2 separate regions of the Rattus norvegicus genome follow, and region 2 is linked to region 1. A link is a contact called in public Hi-C data. All regions are on one chromosome and are shown on one strand. Each heading gives the region's core, a stretch centred on a gene start, on an enhancer-like site or on the middle of the called end of the contact. The rest is flanking DNA. Distances are from core to core; before and after follow the strand shown. Region 1 holds the start of Rab8b (RAB8B, member RAS oncogene family). Region 2 overlaps Rab8b (RAB8B, member RAS oncogene family).

Region 1 (4,451 bases), core at 1,636-4,135:
TAACACACACACACACACACACACACACACACACACACACACACACATGCTAGGGCAGGGGTAGCTAGGGATTAAACCCACAGCCTCATCCATGTTAAGCATTTACTATATAATTCAGTTAAACTTCTAGCCAAGATAGTGTTAAAAGGTCCTTATAAGAAATATGGGATAGAGGGGGAGGGGGAGCAGGGAGCTAGTAAATCTACTGCAGAGGAATCCAAGGAATTTAACAAACTGTGTTAGTGAGATTTATTCGCTTTCTTTTCATTTTTTTCCGTTTAGAAGAGTTTATGTGTCCGTGTGTGCGCCTGTGTGGGAGATGTGTACTTGTGAGTACAGCTGCCCAAAGATGCTGGAAGAGGAGTCAGGAGCCCTGTGGTTGGAGTCACAGGCCTACAGATATGTGTGGGCACCTGCTATGGGTGCTGAGAACTAAATGTAGGTCCTTTAGAAGAGCAGCAGGTACTTTTAGCTGAGCCACCTCTCTTGCCCCAGATTTACTCAGTTTTGAGGCAGGAAAGTTCTGAGAAGGTCACACATGGAACAGACGATGTTGTCCCCCACCCTTAACTTCTTAGAAAGTGTCCTTTACAACCTGTACTGCAGTATGCATTCAACGCTGAAAAAGAGTTATTTGGGGTTTTGAAACTGATACCAAAAATGAATGTCCCTTAGTAGCTGTACCAGCTTCCATCAAGCCTCTTACAAATACACTTTCGAGATGGGAGATGACATTTAAAATCTGCTTCCTCAGAAAAGTCCCACTCAAGACTAACTGCCAAGAACTTGCAACTCAAACTTCCTTAAGCCCAGACATCACAACACCCAGATTTCCATTCAGTCTGTAGCAGAACAATCAGAATAAACTATGGAGAGTCTTTACCAATACTGAACCCTGCAAAGTGCGCTATACCTACTCTTAAAATGTTACCTATTTTAAAATGTCACAAATATTTAAACATAGATTTTTGTTTTGTTTTTAATTCAAGTATTTAAGTGTTTTTTTTCCCTGCACAAATGTATGTGCGCCATATAAATGTCTAGTCCCCATGGAGGCCAGAAGAGGGTGTTGGATTCAATTAGAATTACAGGCAGTATGAGGTGTCAGATGAGTGCTATGAACCAAACCTGGGTGCTCTGTAAGAGCAGCAAATACTCTTAACCACCCAGGCAACTTCCCAGCCCCTTAAACATATTTAGTGTCAACACACTAGTTCCCCACTACTTGTGGATCGCCTGGAAAGCCACTTGAAAAAATGCTTTAAATAAGCTAGTATTAGAAGCCAGAAAGATTACCTAGACAATCAAAAAGCTGATGAATGGGGCACCTGACTGAAGCTATTTAAACAAAGGAAATAATGTTAAGGTCATCATTCTCCTGAAAGTTTAAAATCAGTTTTGACGTCCTTTTCAGTTTACAACTTAAAGATCCTGTTTACCTGCACACAATGTCTTACTACAGATATAAAAAGGAAAGCTCGGGGCTGGGGATTTAGCTCAGTGGTAGAGCGCTTACCTAGGAAGTGCAAGGCCCTGGGTTCGGTCCCCAGCTCCGAAAAAAAGAACCAAAAAAAAAAAAAAAAAAAAAAAAAAAAAAAAAAGGAAAGCTCACAGTGAAGAGTGGAATTTTTTTTTCTTGAATCAATTAGAAGTTATTGGGAAATATACAGGATGTTATGATTCACCTACAAAGTAATCAGAATCGAAAGAAACTACACAGGGAGGCAGGCGGAATTTATAGTCAATCATTTGGCTTGGACGTTACTAACTACACAAGCTCAAGAATTTTGAAAGTTAAGAAACTTACTGCTGCTTCCCAAGATACGGAGTAAAACGGTGAACAATATACATCATCCCCCAAAGTCCCCAGCCCCTTTAATTCCTCTTAACTCTCAAAAGATTTTAACACTCCGTAGACATTATTCCATCATTAGTCACTTTTAAAATCTTCTTGATTCAAAGATGTCAAGAGAAAATGGAAACCGGTGTTCCCAGTTTCTAGGGAAAGCCCTGAGCCCCGCGTTTTCCATTTCCTCTCAGATCTCTCAACCCCTGCACTACATCCGCTGCTTCCCCTTCTCCTTTCTAGTTAGCACTCAGCTCTCCTTCACTTTCTCCATCAAGTAGACTCATGTCGCCCTCGGGTCCTCCTGAGCCCTTCTCCCACCAACAATTTTCTTCTGCATTTTCTCTTGGCATCTCTGTTCACACCTTTATAGACAATGCCGCTTCATCTCTTGCCTCCTGACCATTCATTCATTCCCTTCAATTCCCTGCTGACCGCCTCCTAGTCTCACTTCTCTTGTCCCTAGTGTCCTCTGTCCCTTTACTTCATTTGAAGCCCCTCGTAAGTCCTCAACCCTTCATTTCCCTCTTCACATTTCCTTCCTCTTTCCTGTCTTTCTAATCCGCGTTCGTATCCACTCTCCCCTCCTTCTCTCTTTCCATACTATTTCCTGTGTTCCCCCGACTCTGTCCCTCTGGGACGCCTCCGTCGCCGCCCCGGAGCCCCCTCGTGTCCCCAATACCCCTGGTTTCCAATTGCTCCGGTTCCCTTTCGTCCATCCGCAGTTCCGCGTCCCCACCCGTACCTCTCAGCCTCACCGGCTCGCCCTGCCTTCTCGACCGCCCCTCGGGGTCCCCTTCTCCGGGAGCCAAGCCCTCGCGTGCCCTCTCCCAGGCCCCCAGGCACCCGCCCCCTGCGTCTCAGTTCCCGTCCCGGGCCGCGACCGCTCCCTCACCGATGGTGGAGATAAAGGTGGTGTTGAAGGCGTCCTCTGAGAAGCGGAACAGGAGGCAGGTCTTGCCAACGCCGGAGTCGCCGATGAGCAGCAGCTTGAACAGATAATCGTACGTCTTCGCCATCTTCTCGCTCCGGCCCTCTCTGACCGCCCAGAGCAAGGAGGCGGTGGAAAGCGGCACGGAGGGGGCCTCTGGCGAGGGGGCGTGTCCGCCAAGCCACCCGCTCCCCGCCCCGCCTCTCGCCCCGCCCCTTTTGGGGGCGACAGGCTCGCCCCTCCCCATTCCAGCCAATCTGCCCGCGCCTTGTCATCACCCTCCGCGGCGCGCGGCTTTATGGGATTTGTAGTACGCTGGGAGAGCCGCGGGCGTGCCTGGCCCGAACTGTCCGAACAACCCCCACTGGATTACAAATCTGAGTGGTGTGGAATGGTGCGATAGGAGTTTCCACCCTTACAGGGGAAAGACGCTTCATTTCAAACTCTTGCCACGGAAACTTGACTTTGCTGTTTCTTTGTTTGTGGACATCTTTCAAATCCAAGACCTTGGAATCTAAGTCCCGCCGTTCGCTCTTCTGTCTACCCGCCTGAGCCCGGAGCAAGCAAGCTTTCTTTAGAGATGCAATGGTTCACGGAGTCTGCGGATTATCTGCAAAGTATTACCCAGCTTCTCCAGTTCCTGCCCATTTCCTAGGCTCCCTCCCACAGCCCTTCAATCATAAAGCTCAAGGAGTGATATTAGCGGGCTAATTTCATTCTCACTCATGCCTTCTGAACTACAGGCCACAGCCAAGGGCGATGATCGTGTTTGAGGCTCTGCTTCATAGATAGCGCCCGCAAGAGAATGTATTCTTTAATAAAAAAAAAAAAAAAAAAAAAAAAAAAAAACAAAAAAAAAACGAGAAAGAGAATGTGGAAGGCTTGTACTATGTACAGCTATTACAGCTTATAAAATAGCGTCACCTGAGATGGGAACTTTGGCCATAGAGATGTAAAGATTTAGATTTGGATTTAGTCTTAGCTAAGCCACTTCACAGCTGTGTGAAGTCTCACAGGCTTGACACATCTAGTTTTCTCATCTGTAAAACGAATGTAAAATAAACTACTTCATAGGTTGTAGTGAAAATTAAATACTGAGTGTGAAAGCACTTTGAAACTCCTAAGGTGCTGTGAAGTGTAGGTGTTAGTTGTGTTTAAATTTATCGCTCCTCGGGAGGCTTTCAATTAATGGGTGGCAAAAGGAGGGGAGAAAATAGCACTTTGATGTATTCAATTCAGGCCTTCATTATTTATTACCCTAGACTAATTCTTTATTGTTCAATGCTCTTTTATCTGGAAGTGGCAGAAACCCAGTCAGATCAAGGTGAGAGAAGGGTTTACTGTCCAGATCATGTGGAAGGAGTGGCTAAAGGAAGGAGTGGCTAAAGGAAGGAGTGGCTAAAGGAAGGAGTGGCTAAAGGCACCAGGAGCTTTACCTTATCAGAAGGTCAGAAGGCTGTCTCATCTCTGCTTCACTTTCAATTTTAATTTAAAATATGTTAAGAAGTACCAACAGCCCCAACACACACACACACACACTCACACACACACACACACACACACACACACACGCACGCACGCACGCACGCACGCACGCACGAACCAACAAAAGTTCTTTGGACTCCTCAATTTTTAAGAGGATTACAGGGGCCCTGCTTGACACCAAACTATCTG
Region 2 (4,880 bases), core at 2,270-4,769, 58 kb before region 1:
ACTAAAACCGAAATACAGTTTTAAAAATTTTTTTTAAATCTCTTGTTTTTAAATTTAAAAATTTATTTTCCTTCACTTTACTTTGCAGGATAGTTTATAGGGATCAGATGAAATCCTGGCTCAATGGATATTATTGCCTTAGATTCATGGGAATTAGCAAGGCCTACCCTGGATCAAACTCAGGGAATCGGCAAGCCTTCCCTAGGTCGGGCTCAGGGACCTGGCAAAGCCTTCCTCTGGTCTGTGTGTGAATGCTGACTGTCCAGGAAGCACAGATGGAGATGCAGCTTCCCCATCCAGATGTTTACTGAGAACTGCTGCTGTAATGAGACCTCCTACTGAGACAAGCCAGCCCACTCTTCTATCCAGAACCAGCAACGCTCTGAATGGTGTGTGTAAGTGCTGCTCCACCACAGTGAGCAAGGGCCACCACTCTCAGCTTTTCTGTACGTGTGTCTGTATGTCTGTCCTTTCCTCATTCCCTCATTTGCCCCAGCAGGTTTCCAGGACCATGCCAGCTATGCTGAATGCAGTGATTCTAGGCTCTAGTTTCCTAACCAAAGATAGGCAATGAATACCCTGTTTTATTTTCCCCACTCACCATGGCTCCTCTATAGTATGCTGTTGTAATTGTTCGGAATCTTTCCTGGCCCGCCGTGTCCCTAAAATTTGAAACAAAGAAAGGAAAGAATGGTTTTAATTACCAGCCAACCAAGTGAGAGCCCCAAGTCATAGCAGATAAAATTCTGACCTCTCCGCCGTGCAGTGTGGCAGGGAAAAGGAGAACTCGGACAAAGGTGGCACACTGTGCCTTGAGAGCTGGAGGCAGCAGTGGCCACAGGAGCCTGTCAGAGCGCACAAGGACTTGGGTGGAAAAAGCACAAGTGAGAAAATGCGCAGGTCCCACTAGGAACTGGGCTATGGGAAGAGACAGAGAATAGCTCTAAATTCTTGGACTCCCAGAGGCAGCGATAACCTGTCTGTAAGTGCTACATGATTGGGGTATTTTGCTTTTTTGACTGCATGTGTGATTTCTTTCTTTTTTTTTTTTTTTTTTTGGTTTTTGGTTTTTTTTTTTTTTCGGAGCTGGGGACCGAACCCAGGGCCTTGCGCTTCCTAGGTAAGCGCTCTACCACTGAGCTAAATCCCCAGCCCCCGCATGTGTGATTTCTACACAAAGCAAACAGCTGAACGACATTCATTCTGCTCAGCAGACCTGAACAAAACCTGTCTCCTCTAGACACTTTCAGAGCACGGCCTGAAGCTAATGACAGGAACCTGGAGTCCAACATCGTTCTCCAAGTTTCTAAAGACTAAACATAAACATCTCAAAATTACACAAGCTTTTAGCTATTCTTTCATTTGAACTAAAGGCATACTGCTAAAATATGTATTCTAGAATGGGAATGTAGCTCGAGAGTAGGGCACTTGCCTAGCAAGGCCCTAGGTTCAGTATTAATCCAGGGCTGTGTGAGGGGGAGCACCGTATGCTTCACACTGACACACTCCAAGAAATATGGACATTTCTAATTAAATTCATAGCTTACATCCTACAGAAGAAGCCACGTTTCCTTGATAATTGGAGGAAAGCTACTACTTTTAAATTTGCCATTTATAGCCGGAACTAATTCACTTCCTGTGATACTAGGATAAACTCAATTATGCAATTTAATTGGGAAGAACAGAGAGGTTTGTGGAAATATAGTAAAAATCTAATATATAGTAAACTCCACTGAGGGACAAAGGTTCAAAGGGAATACAGCCAATTAAGCAGCAAATATCTTAGTATTTGTATCTACTTTATAAAATACTTCTGAGCATGCTGCCCCCCACAGCAGAGTGGCTGTGATGACCTCACCCAGAGTGAAGTGGGTAATATTATCATCTTTACCCTGCAGCAGGTTCAGGAGAGCTATGGCCTGATCTCTGCCACTAAACAGATCTCAGCCTTGAACGAGACTCAAGCAGTGCACACTCAGCTGTAGCACCAAGATGAGACTCACACCAAACCCATAGCCTGTCATTCTCTTCCGTATCAGCACTAGAAATGTGAGGAACTTACCTTTTGCTCAGCAACGAGGAGGAACAGAGAAACCAAGCACCTTTAAGTGGATTAATCATATTTCCTTTACTCAGATACATTACCGACTTAGAAACAGCATACACATGCGCACACAAATAATAAGAAAAAAAACCTTAAGGCTGAGTGTGTTTCTCCGAGTTCTGTGACGGAACAGGGGGTGTGAGTAACAGGTGATAACCTACTGCTTTTGCGTAGCATCCGCAGTATAGGGCAGTCTGTGGGATTGTGCCCTCGGCCTATGATAGCTGATGCTGTGTCTAGGTGGACAGTGCCAGAATTGAGTTAAGTTATAGAACACTCTAATGGCAAATTTAAAACTAGTAGCTTTCCCCCAATCATGCTTGGGGTAGGCATGGAGGGGGAACCCCATATACATTTGGTATCAAAAGTGTTTAAATGTTTTTTTTTTAAGTCACAGTACTTATTTTTTCCTTATTTCTCCATTAAATAGGCCCTACTTGATAAATTATAAAGTATAATTTATACAGAGCTATAGAGGCCCTCCAATTTCATTAATCCAACTAATCTGTGAGTGAGGAAGGAGGAGCCCAAGAAGGTGCGGGGTTTGGAGAAGCTTCCCCTGAAGGCCACATCTAAAAGGCTTGGTTATGTATCAGCTGGTGATATTGGGGGTTGAGTCTCTGGGGGTTGGGCTTGGTGGGAAGTCCTTAGGTCACCGGGAGCATGTTCTTCAAGTGGACTGTACAGCCCTAGGCCCTTCCCCGTGCTCTGTCAAGCATTCCCTGCCATTGCCATCCAGTGCCTCATCAGAGACCCAGCAATGTCTACCTAATCTAGGTCCACCTGTGAGCCAAACAAAGCATCTCTCTTTATAAACGCAGCATCTCACATGTTCTGTGTTAGTGATGGACAGAAAGCCATTTCCGCAAAGTCCTCCATTTAGAATGCTGTGGCTAGAAGCCAGGCCTGACTTTCAGCCCAGGGTCTGTGCCATTTTGCTGTGTCTGAGTCACAGCTGCAACTACAATGAAGAAGTGCATGCTTTTGAGAATCAGTTTCTTCTTGTCCAGAGCTTGGAACAGGCAGGCTTTGACCTCCTTCCCCCTCTGGTTTTCCAAAGGAAAGGTTTGAGCGGCTGACGATGTCTCTAATATCTTGAGTCACATTTTAACCCACTGCCAATTCCAGTAGAAATTCCATGTGCCTTCATTTTTTTTTAACTTACCATATCTGAAGTTTAATTTTCTTTCCGTCGAGTTCTATCGTTCTGATTTTAAAATCAATTCCTGCCAGAAAACAAAAAAGGATATGCTAAGTTCCTTAAATTCAATCCAAGTCTTATTAGGGAGGGAACAAAGATTTCTATTGAAAAAAAAAAAAGCTCTCCAACGCACTGGAAAATGTGAGCGCACGGAGGGTGTGAATGGCATGTTTCCTTTGAATACAGGCTGGAGAGAGGAATGCTAACCACTCTGCAACGCATTCCCACACATGTGAAGTGCAAGATTACAGGCCTCATGATTTGGGCACAAATGGACCACATCCTGCAGAGCTACATAATTCAGAAGGACCGAGAACATAACATATTTTCTCCTTCCTGAAATACATACACACAATATTTTCAGTCCTCATGCCCCAACCTTCCCTACAAAAGACTGTAGAGACTCTTTAAAACAATTTTCTTCCCCTCCTGTTACTTATTTTGTCAGAATCTGCACACTTAAGGGGGAGAGAGGGAGAGGAGGGGGGAAGGGAGGGAGGAAGGGAGGGAGGGAGGGAACGCCTCTGCCCATTTGGGAAGGAAAGCCTATTCTACTTTATACAGTTAGCAGGGACTTCATATACATCTTAATTAATGCTCCCTGGGGGTTACTGCCTGGAACTGAAATGGCTATAATGGTTTTTAGCCTGGCTCACATTTCGGAATTCCAGAGACCGCGACGACAAGGACGACAACAACAAAACTCCCTTGACTAGGCCTGCCTCTTCCCCAATCCTGAGACTGACTTACCTGGTCAGTCTGGTTAGCTGGTTAAACTGGCGATTTTCAAAGCCCCCTGGGTGACTGAACCTGACTCCAAAGCCCAGCAAGCCCAAAGGCTGTCAGGGAAGGGAAAGCCAGTTGGGACGTTGTCATTCCAAAGTTAGACATCTCTTCACCTATCTATCCGCAAGCCATGACAGTTCAAACTTACTCAGGACTCTACCACACAGGGGCACACAGTCCTTGTCTCAACAGTGTGCTTTATCTTTGCCTGGGAAGCAGGGTTTATTTATTTTTTTTTTTACTTTTGAGACAGCGTCTCGTTAGCTAAAGCTGGCTTCAGATCACTGTGTGGCTGAAGATGATTCTGATTTGACCTTTCTGCCTCTACCTTCCAAGGGCCAGAACTGCACTATGCACCACCACTCTAGTTTATGCAGTGCTGGGGAACGGAGGACGGTCTATAAGATAGGTAAGTACTCTTCCAACTGCGCTATAACCCCAATCCCAGGAATAAGGAAGGGTTTCTGTATCAATCAGAGATAAATACAACTGGGCAGCAATGCACTAAATCCCCCTCCTCTGGCCACTCAGCTGCATTTAGCTTTTCCCACTCTTTTACCTTTTACACTGAACTCAGTTTCTAATGCTTCTCAAGAGCACTTATAAACTATGTCCTATAAATGGTCTTGAACAGTAACTGCAGCATTTGGAGTGTGAAGGGGTATCACGCAGCCATGTATAATACTTCTTCACAGGGAGGTGGAAAGCACCCAAAAAGACTGTTCCCAGATCCAGCTTTCAGTAATGCATATGCATAAACCAACTGGATTTCACCCTCTTCTCTGTGTG

The links. A called contact is a pair of places that touch in the nucleus more often than the background predicts.
Region 2: a Hi-C map of Schwann cells shows a contact between it and region 1, with 1.5 times the contacts expected there. The contact joins the enhancer-like site here to the promoter of Rab8b in region 1. A contact is called at or near these places in 2 of 12 Hi-C or Micro-C datasets (Schwann cells and frontal cortex) and 1 of 1 datasets of contacts at active chromatin or transcription factors (oligodendrocytes).

Annotation. Positions count from the first base shown.
Region 1 is chr8:76,414,663-76,419,113 of GRCr8, forward strand. It overlaps Rab8b (RAB8B, member RAS oncogene family), which reads right to left and starts at 2,886. Exons shown (of 8, transcript NM_153317.3): 1 at 2,742-2,886. The coding sequence starts at 2,865.
Region 2 is chr8:76,356,337-76,361,216 of GRCr8, forward strand. Rab8b (RAB8B, member RAS oncogene family) reads right to left here. Exons shown (of 8, transcript NM_153317.3): 2 at 3,270-3,330; 3 at 602-662. Among named protein-coding and RNA genes, the nearest start is that of Aph1b, 27 kb to the left of the region's middle. Within about 2 kb of position 3,520, at least 27 of the 93 cell types and tissues checked have an H3K27ac peak or open chromatin away from gene starts, as enhancers often do. A contact at or near this core is called in Schwann cells, where this site is marked.